Linked DNA regions of Sus scrofa: region 1 is linked to region 2. The links are chromatin contacts, called in public Hi-C maps. All regions are on one chromosome and are shown on one strand. Each heading gives the region's core, a stretch centred on a gene start, on an enhancer-like site or on the middle of the called end of the contact. The rest is flanking DNA. Distances are from core to core; before and after follow the strand shown. Region 1 has its middle 15 kb from the start of YPEL1. Region 2 holds the start of MAPK1 (mitogen-activated protein kinase 1).

Evidence for each region. Hi-C and Micro-C count contacts between places; a contact is called where the count stands out from the background.
Region 1: a contact with region 2 is called in a Hi-C map of blood, with 3 times the contacts expected there. The contact joins the enhancer-like site here to the promoter of MAPK1 in region 2. A contact is called at or near these places in 4 of 47 Hi-C or Micro-C datasets (blood, brain, embryonic fibroblasts and 1 more) and 1 of 2 datasets of contacts at active chromatin or transcription factors (alveolar macrophages).

What each region holds. Positions count from the first base shown.
Region 1 is chr14:50,173,063-50,177,833 of Sscrofa11.1, forward strand. No RefSeq gene overlaps it. Among named protein-coding and RNA genes, the nearest start is that of YPEL1, 15 kb to the right of the region's middle. Within about 2 kb of position 2,934, at least 1 of the 83 cell types and tissues checked has an H3K27ac peak or open chromatin away from gene starts, as enhancers often do.
Region 2 is chr14:50,081,044-50,085,447 of Sscrofa11.1, forward strand. MAPK1 (mitogen-activated protein kinase 1) reads left to right here and starts at 2,513. Exons shown (of 9, transcript NM_001198922.1): 1 at 2,513-2,802. The coding sequence starts at 2,687. It overlaps PPM1F (protein phosphatase 1F), which reads left to right. Exons shown (of 8, transcript XM_021073287.1): 8 at 1,871-2,004. The coding sequence ends at 1,983.

The DNA of each region.
Region 1 (4,771 bases), core at 1,684-4,183, 92 kb after region 2:
CACTCAAGGCAGTCAAAAAACAAACAAACAAAACTCTTTCTTTAAACATTTAAAAAAACATTCCATTCCTCTCCTTGTTTGTGTGGTTTCTGAAGAGAAGTCTGATGTAATTCCTAGCCTTGTATCTCTATAGGTAACAGAGTTTTATTTGTTTTATTCTGGCTTCTTGCAAAATTCTCTCCTTGTCTTTGATTTTCTGCATCTTGAATATGATATGCCTACGAAGAGATCTTTGGGTATTTTCCTACTCAGTGTTAGCTGAGATTATTAATTTTGAAATATTCTCAGCCATTATTTAACCATTTCCAATTCCTTCTGGAATTCCTATTGTGTATGTGTTAACGTCTTTTATAATTTTCCCACAGTTCTTGGACATCCTGCTCCTTTTTTTCCCTTCTGTGTTTCAGTTTGAGAAGTTTCTAGTGACAGATCTTCGAGCTTACTGATTCTTTCCTCTGATGTGTCCAATCTACAGATGAGCCCATCAAAGTTGTTCTCCATTTCTGTTAGGGTTTTTCCCCCCTAGGGTTTTCTTTTGACTCTTAGTATCCATCTCTCTGCTTACATTACTCATCTGTTCTTGCATGTTGTCCACTTTTTCCATTAGGGCCCTTAATCATAGGTGGTTTAAATTCCCAGTGCAATAATTCCAAAATCTCTGCATATCTAGGTCTGGTTCTGATTCCTCCTTTGCTCCTCAGACTGTGTTTTTTCTCTTAGCACACATGTAACATTTTGTTGGAAGGCAGACATGATCTATTGGGTAAAAGAACTGGAGGAGACAAGCCTTTAGTGTGAGGTTTTTGTTTTCCTGGCTGGAAGTCAGGCTCTGCTTACTGTTTGTTCAGTAGCTTCAGACTGAAATTTCCTCCAGTGTCTCTGCTTTGTTTCCCCTGTTGTCCTTGGGGTTCCCTAGAGACTCCTCCTTAGGTGGAATCTGAACCTAGCTGCAATTTTTGGCAGTGTACAGGAGCCCTGTTGATAGGGCAGGAGGATGTGGGTGGAGGGGGAGTGCTTCCTAATCATGTCCCTGTGTTTCTTGGGGCTTGTTTGCCCCCTTAGGTAAGACAGAAAGCCTAGGGAGGTTAAGTTATATCTCTCCCTTCCCTTGTGTTGAATGAGGCTCTGAGAAAATCCTGTCCCTTCCTTGCTGCACTTCCTAGTGAAGAACAATCTGGGCATGTTTCAAAATGGTTACTATTCCCCTCTCCCCTGGGCACATGGGGTTTTCCTCCAATCTTCCCTGTGAGAACCTGGTGGGGCTCCTTGGAGGCACAAGTCATAAAAATGTGGGCCCCCTTAGCCTGGGTCCCCATGAGTTTTTAACTCTCAAGCTAGTCTACACTCGCCTCCAGCCTTTGTTTTTTGTTTGTTTGTTTGTCTTTTTAAGGTCGCACTCACAGCACATGGAGGTTCCCAGGCTAGGGGTCAAATTGGAGCTATACCTGCTGGCCTATGGCACACCAACAGCAATGCCAGATCCAAGCCACATCTATGACCTACACCACAGCTCACAGTAACACCAGACACTTAACCCATTGAACGAGGCCAGGGATCAAATCTGTGTCCTCATGGATGCTAAACAGATTTGTTTCTGCTGAGCCATGACAGGAACTCCCAGCCTCCAGCATTTGTGGGGCCTTTTTGCATGTTCCTGCCAGTTCCTGGCTCCAGTATGTAAGCTGTGATGCTTACAGCTTGTATGTATTGGTTGGGGGGGTGGGTCCTGTACCCTCAATCCTCTGATGAATCTAGAAGAAATCATTGATTTTCAGTTTATTCAGATTTTTTCTTGTTCTGAGGGTGAGGGAGGCCTCTAAACTCTTCATGTGTTGGAGCTAAAACCAGGAGTCAGTTTCATGCTGGCTGCCCAATGTTCTTTTTGTTCTTTCTTTCTTTCCTTTTTTTTGGGGGGGGGTTTTTGTTGTTGTTGTTGTTGTTTGTCTTTTCAGGGCCACACCCACAGCATATGGAAGTTCCCAGGCTAGGGGTTGAATCAGAGCTGCAGCTGCCGGCCAACACCACAGCAACACCAGATCCAAGCCATGTCTGTGACCTGCACCACAGCTCACAGCAACACCAGATCCTTAACCCACTGAATGAGGCAAGGGATCAAACCTAAATCCTCATGGATACTAGTCAGTTTCTTAACCTGCTGAACCACAGTGGAAACTCCCCTGCCCAATGCTTTTCCTAACAAACGCATCCAGAAGGGCAAGGTGTTGGTGCAGCAGAGGCAGCTGGAGAAGAGTAATAAGTCCAGTGTCTTGGACAGACCGGAGGATTGGAGAGAAGCATCTTCACATCTGATTTCTTTTTTTCTTTTTTTTTTTTTTTTTTTTTTTGTCTTTTTGCTATTTCTTTGGGCCGCTCCCTCGGCATATGGAGGTTCCCAGGCTAGGGGTCGAATCAGAATTGTAGCCACTGGCCTACGCCAGAGCCACAGCAATACGGGATCCAAGCCGCGTCTGCAACCTACACCACAGCTCACGGCAACGCCGGATCGTTAACCCACTGAGCAAGGGCAGGGACCAAACCCGCAACGTCATGGTTCCTAGTTAGATTCGTTAACCACTGCGCCACGACGGGAACTCCACACATCTGATTTCAACACAGGCCCGCAAGGAAAACAGCACAGAGGACACCGCTGCAGCCAGGGGCATGTCCACCACAAGGGAACAACAATAAGAGCCTATTTTCCAAAACAAAAAGAATCACAAAAATACAAACACCTCAACTCTTTCCCAACTACCAAGGTAATCAAAGAGCATTGTCTGGTTACATGAGGAAAAGTGACCAGTGCCATTGGTAAACAGGGAAATGCAAAGTCAAGATGAAGCGCCGTTTTGTACACCCCCTACTTTCTAGGGGTTGGTGGTGATGTGGTTTGGTTTGCTTTGCTTTGGGTTTTTTTTTTTTTTTTTTTTTTCCCCTCAGCAAAAGCGAAACTATAAAAGCCAGATATTGTGAAGTTGTAATGTGTTGCTTGTAGTGCTGTAAATGAATAGAGACTGACAGCAGCCAATCAGAAGATGTGTTTGGTTTTCTTTCTTTCTTTCTTTCTTTTTTTTTTTTTTTTTTTTTTTGTCTTTTTGTCTTTTTAGGGCCACACCCGCAGCATATGGAACTTCCCAGGCTAGGGGTCTCATCAGAGCTGTAGCTGCCAGCCTACACCACAGCCACAGCAATGCAGGATCTGAGCCATGTCTGCAACCTACACTGCAGCTCACAGCAATGCCGGATCCTTAACCAGATGAGTGAGGCCAGGGATCGAACCCGCAAATCCTAGTCGGATTCGTTTCTGCTGCACCACAACGAGAACTCCCAGAAGACGTACTTGATGCAGAAATTCCATTTCTAGGACTTTTTTTCCCTAGACAATAATTCTAGGGACAACAGCCACATGACAGAGGTGTTTGTCCCAGCATTACTTGCAACAGCAGAAGGCAGTCATCAGCCTCCACACCCAGCATTCTCTCTAAGAAGCAGCAAGTCCGGACACCAGTGTCCTGACTGCTCTCCAACACGCAGGTCCTAGCCACACTTCCGATCTGGATGCTTTCTTCTCCCCCACCCCACCCCGAGTAATGTTGCCTCCTCTCTCGTCCACTTGCCAGGAGGTTCCTGGAAAGCATGCTGTGTGGCTTGCTCATTTGGGTATGGCAGCCTCCTACCTCCAACACTTGTACAAAGAAAGGCTCATAAAGCCTGATGCACAAAATATGGGCCAGGGACCAGCAGCATCCCCCATCACTGAAGCCCGTTTAAGCACAGAATCTCTGGTGTAAGATGGCACAGTTGAGGCCATGGACATTTTACCACAATTAAAACTTACAATGCGTAATCTCAGGCTCCACCTGAGACATCCTGCCTTTCAGCAAATATTTTAATAAATTCCTAGGTGATTTGTTTAAATTTTGGGAAGCTCTGTCCATTGAATGTATAGTTATTCTCAAGATATAAATTCCCATCAGGAGTTCCCCCTGTGGTGTAATGGGATGGGACAGTGTCTCTACAGTGCCAGGACGCAGGTTCAAATCTCCAGTACAGTAAGTTGGGTTGGATCCAGCATTGCCACAGCTGTGGCGTAGGTTGCAACTGCAGCTCAGAAGTGATTCCTGGCCCAAGAATTCCATGTGCTGAAGGGAGGCCAAAAAAGAAAAAATAAACATTTTTTAAAATAAATAAAGGAGTTCCGGCTGTGGTGCAACTGAATTGATGGCACCTTGGGAGTGCTGGGATGCAATTTTGATCCCCAGCCTGAAACAGTGGGTTAAGGATCTGGCATTGCCACACCTGTGGCTTCCTTTGCAACTGTGGCTCAGATCTGATCTCTGGCCCAGGAATGCCCTGTGCCTCAGGGCAGCCAATAAATAAATAAATAAATAAATAAATAAATTCCCATCATCAGTTACCATTTCTAATTAAAACACAGCCTTAATTTTCCTCCCTCACTGTGGGAGGCTGGTCTTTATTTACTCTGGGGCCCCTTCATTTGCATGAAGGATGGAGAAATCACAGTGGCAGCTGGCAGACTCCAGGGACAGCAGGATGCCATGGCAACCACTTCCATCAGTAACTTAATTTCATCTCTGCTTTTGCATCTTTCTTCAGTCTCGAAGCTGGGAATATTTTTAATTTGGAAAGAACATAAGATGGCATGTGGTTGCTATGCCAACAGCGAATACTTCCTAATGGGCTTGAATATCACACAGGAAACCATGAGCAACTCTCAGATCTTAGACCTCAAGGAGGTACAGCAAGGCTTCAC
Region 2 (4,404 bases), core at 1,263-3,762:
GAGTGCTGCTAATCTTGTTCCTTTTTCCTTGGCACTTAATTGCTACATAGGAATCTGAAGAAAAACATTTTAGCTTAATTTTTAAAAATTTTATTTTTTGCTTTTTAGGGCCTCATCTTCAGCATATGGAAGTTCCCAGGCTAGGTTTCAAATTGGAGCTGCAGCTGCGGGCCTATGTCACAGCCACAGCAATGCCAGATCCAAGCCATGTAGGCGACCTATAGCACAACTCACGGCAATGCCAGATCATTAACCCACTGAGCAAGGCCAGGGATCAAACCCACATCCTCATGGATACTAGTCGGGTTGATAACCCACTGAGCCACAGGAACTCCCAGTTTTTAGCTTTTTAAATAAACAATCTCTTTGTCCTGATTATACATTGTGCTTGTTCTTTATTGCTGACGTTTCCGAACTTTTCCAGATCATGTCTTGAAGTTTTCTGCTTATTTATTTTTTCTGGATTCAGAGAACTCAATTTTCCATGTCCATCCTAGATCCTTTTGGTTGCACCCGCAGCATACAAAAGCTCCCAGGCCAGAGATTAAACCTTTGCTGCAGCAGTGACCTGAGCTGCAGCAGTGACAATGCCAGGTCCTTAACTGCTAGGCTACCAGGGAACTCCAACACCACAGATCTTTTTAGACATTAAGGCAGGTTTTCTTTTACTGTAAGTTATTGCCTCTAAGTGATTTGCTCTGTCTTCTTTGGGGAGGGGGTGCCTGTAGTTTGACTTTGTGGTGTTTGTTCTCTTGTACATTTTCTTCTTAAAGAATTTCATCACCAGCTTTTTCTCATAGTCGTCTCCTATCCTGCTGACTTGCTCTTCTACACTGTTAAGTCTGCTTATTACAGCTCCAACCATTGCTTTTACTTTGGCTATTGTGGTTTTAATTTCATGGTACCCTCTATTTATCTTGGCCTGTCCTTTAAAAGATGCAAGTTCTTCTTTTAATCAAGAATCAGGGAGTTCCTGTCATGGCTCAGTGGTTAACAAATCTGACTAGGAACCCTGAGGTTGAGGGTTTGATCCCTGGCCTTGCTCAGTGGGTTAAGGATCCTGCATTGCTGTGGCTTTGGCATAGGCCGGTGGCTACAGCTCTGATTAGACCCCTAGCCTGGGAACCTCCACATGCCGTGGGAAGTGGCCCTAGAAAAGGCAAAAAGACAAAAAAAAAAAAAAAAAAAAAAAAGGAATAAGAATCAGGTGTTGGGTTCTACTTTATGGACTAAACATATTTCAAAAGAGTACTTTTTGGCTGTAGCCCTTTATTTATTTTCTCATATGCCACATGTTTTTTTTTTTCCCCAGAGGATTTTTTTCTCTTTTGCTTATTCATCTTCAAGACTGTCTAGTTGATCTTTGTTGATGACTGGAAGTCCAGGCTTTCTGGATCACAGTGTCAGACAATCAGGACGCAGAATTTCCCACCCTTAGTCCCCTTTCCAAGACGACGCAGGTGACTCCAATGAAGTGGCTCAGAAGCAAGGGCTGGATCATCTTCTGTCTCATTGTCTTAGCTGTTTATCGAATTCACCTGCTTCAAGATTCTGCCTTTTATTTTCAACCTCTGGTGTTTGTGACTATTAAAGTTACAGTTGATTTATGTTGTGTTCATTTCTGCTATACAGCAAAGTGATTCAGTTATACATATATACATTCTTTTCCATTTTTGTGACAATCTCTGAACCTCAGTGCGTCTAACTCGTTTTCTCTAGATGTTAATACTTGTTTTTTTCGCGTTTCTACCTGGGTAAGATCCTGCCCATCTGTACCAACTTGGGTGCCAGTCTCTGAATCTCAGTGTTTTTCTCAGGGTCTCAACCCACTACTCCCGAACCCCTTACTCTGCTCTCCTTTTCTTCGCAGTACTTCGCAGACAACTTGAGTCTTCCTTCAGATCCATCGACCGTCCATCCATCATCTCCTGGAGGGTAGCTTCGAGGAGGGTGGACGCGCAGGAACGCGGTGACACTTGTTGAACGAGCCTCTGCCGGAGCGGGCCGCGTCCGGGCTTCTTGTCTCCGCCTCCCACTCTGGGTTTCACACTTTCTCAGGATGCAAATATCTCTCTCGGTCTCGGTCACCCTTCCGGCTTCTGTGCGGGTCTCGAGGCCTCTAATCTGTATGGGCCCCGGACTCTCACAAACCTGGCTCGGCGCGCGGGGGCGGGGGGAATCCGCCCCGGTCGCGCTCCTACTCGGAGGGAGCCGCCCGGAGCTTCTCTCGGCCCGCTGCCCCGCCCGTTCGGCCCCGCAAGCTCGCCCCGCCTCGGAGTCCTCAGCGTTTCCCCGCCGCCTCCCGCGAGCGCACGTGACCGCGCCCCGCCCCGCCGCTGCAGTGCTCCGCCCCCAACGCGCCTCTTCCGCCGGCCGCGCAGCCCTGCCCCCAGGCCGCGGGAGCCAATCCGCGCTCACGCCTACGGCCCTGCCCCGGCGCCCTCCTCGGCGCGCGCCCCTCCCTCCGCCCGCCGGCCCGCCCGTCAGTCAGTCAGGCGGGCAGTCGGTACGAGCGGTCGGTGGCTATCTACCTCTCCCGAGCGGGTCCCTCACTGATTCTTCCCGGCCAGCGGCGGCGGCTGCAGCGGCTGGGGCGCGGTCTCCCCGTTGGTGCAGCGTGGGCCGAGCAGCGGCCGCGGAGCATCGAGCCCAGTGCGGCGGCGGCGGCGGCGGCCCGGCAGCCAACATGGCGGCGGCGGCGGCGGGCGCGGGCCCCGAGATGGTCCGCGGGCAGGTGTTCGACGTGGGGCCGCGCTACACCAACCTCTCCTACATCGGCGAGGGCGCCTACGGCATGGTGTGGTGAGTGTCCATGCCCCGCGGCCTGGCCGCGCCCGCCGCCCTCCCCTCCCCCCCAGCCGGGCTCACCGCTGCTGCCCCGCTTGCTCTCCGGACCCCGACCCTGACCCCGACCCCGGACGCGGACCCAGCCCCTACCCCAACCCGGACCTCCGACCTCCGACCCAGGCCCGCTGCGCCGCCAACCGCAGCGGGGCCTCGGTCGGGGCGGGGCTGGTCGGGCTGGGGCGTTGCTCGGCGCGGGGAGGGGGCGGGGGGTGGACACTGGATCCAGGACCCCGGCCCGGGAACCTAGGCCCCCTCCGCCCCCCCCGCCCCCCTCCCCGGCCTGGGTGTGCGCCGCGCGGCCTGCTCTTCGCGCCGGGGTGGGAAGCCGCGAATTCCTTCAGATGCTGGCGGCGGCGGCCGCGGCGTGTGTGCCCCGCCCCGAAATGACCGTCTGTTATTTTCCTTCCCTCGCCTGCGTTTTCCACGCACGGCTTTCATCAGATACCTTCGGTGGTGCCAGCGGTGCTCTCCTGCGCAGGCTTTTGAAAAAGCATTAGTGGCGTCAATGTTTGTTTTGGCATATTTCATTCTTGATGAAGTTTTTAAATGGGTTTTAATATCGTACTGTCCGCGTTTTAGGAAAGATAAACCAGCATCCCTCTCTTGATTTATTAAGGAGTCATTTGGAGTTGGGCCTAAATTGGCTTCTTTTTCCTTTATCTCGCTTGAACTCTATTACCAGCATAAAGGCATCCAGACGTTTTAGCACAATTATTGTGGACTTTTACTGTCAATGCTTTAGTGGTCAATATGTATGCAGTCCTGGTGGAGTTCTTGCAGTGTCACATGCTGGTTCCCTCGTCTTGATGCAGATCCCTCAGAAACGTTTGTGGAGTGGAGGTGACGGTGTTTTTTTTTCGTTTTTTTTTTTTTTTTAAATTAGTACTAACTAGCTGTCTTGTGCTGATGAAGACTTGTGCAGGTGTGGACTCCCTTATACCTAAATCTTGTGAGTGTCTTTTGTGTTGAACGAAGGAAAAAAACTAATACTGAATGCTGCGTGGCAGGTACTGTGCTAGATATATTATCTCATTTTATTTGAATAGTCAGCTGGTGGGAGGGAAGGGCTGTGAGATCTTTCAGATGAGAAAGTATTTCTGGTAAAGCCAATTCCTAAGGTCATTCAACTAAAGAGTCAGACTTGAGATTGTAGACTGAGAATTTAACTTCAGTTGCTGCAGCTCTTTTCATTACATCCTATTTTTCTTAAATAATGTTATTAATAATTTTAGAATTCTAGTCTGTCTTACTCATAAGCAAATCTATTTCAGAAATATATTCAACTTTAAATGATCTTGATTTCAGAAAGGCCATAGAGGGCATGATTTACCAGTTACATTAGCTAGGTTCAAAGACTACATAAACTTTAAAAAAAAAGAAAAAGACTTTCATTGAATCTTGAATATTTTCATTCTTTTCAAGATCAAAATGCTTCAAAGTATACAGCTGAGAATTAACGTGAATTCAGAGGCTAAGGAGCCAAAAGCGAAATTAAATTAGTTGAGGCCTAAAAGAAATGCAGTCCTAGAATGCAATGGAGAGAAAGTAATGCCCCAC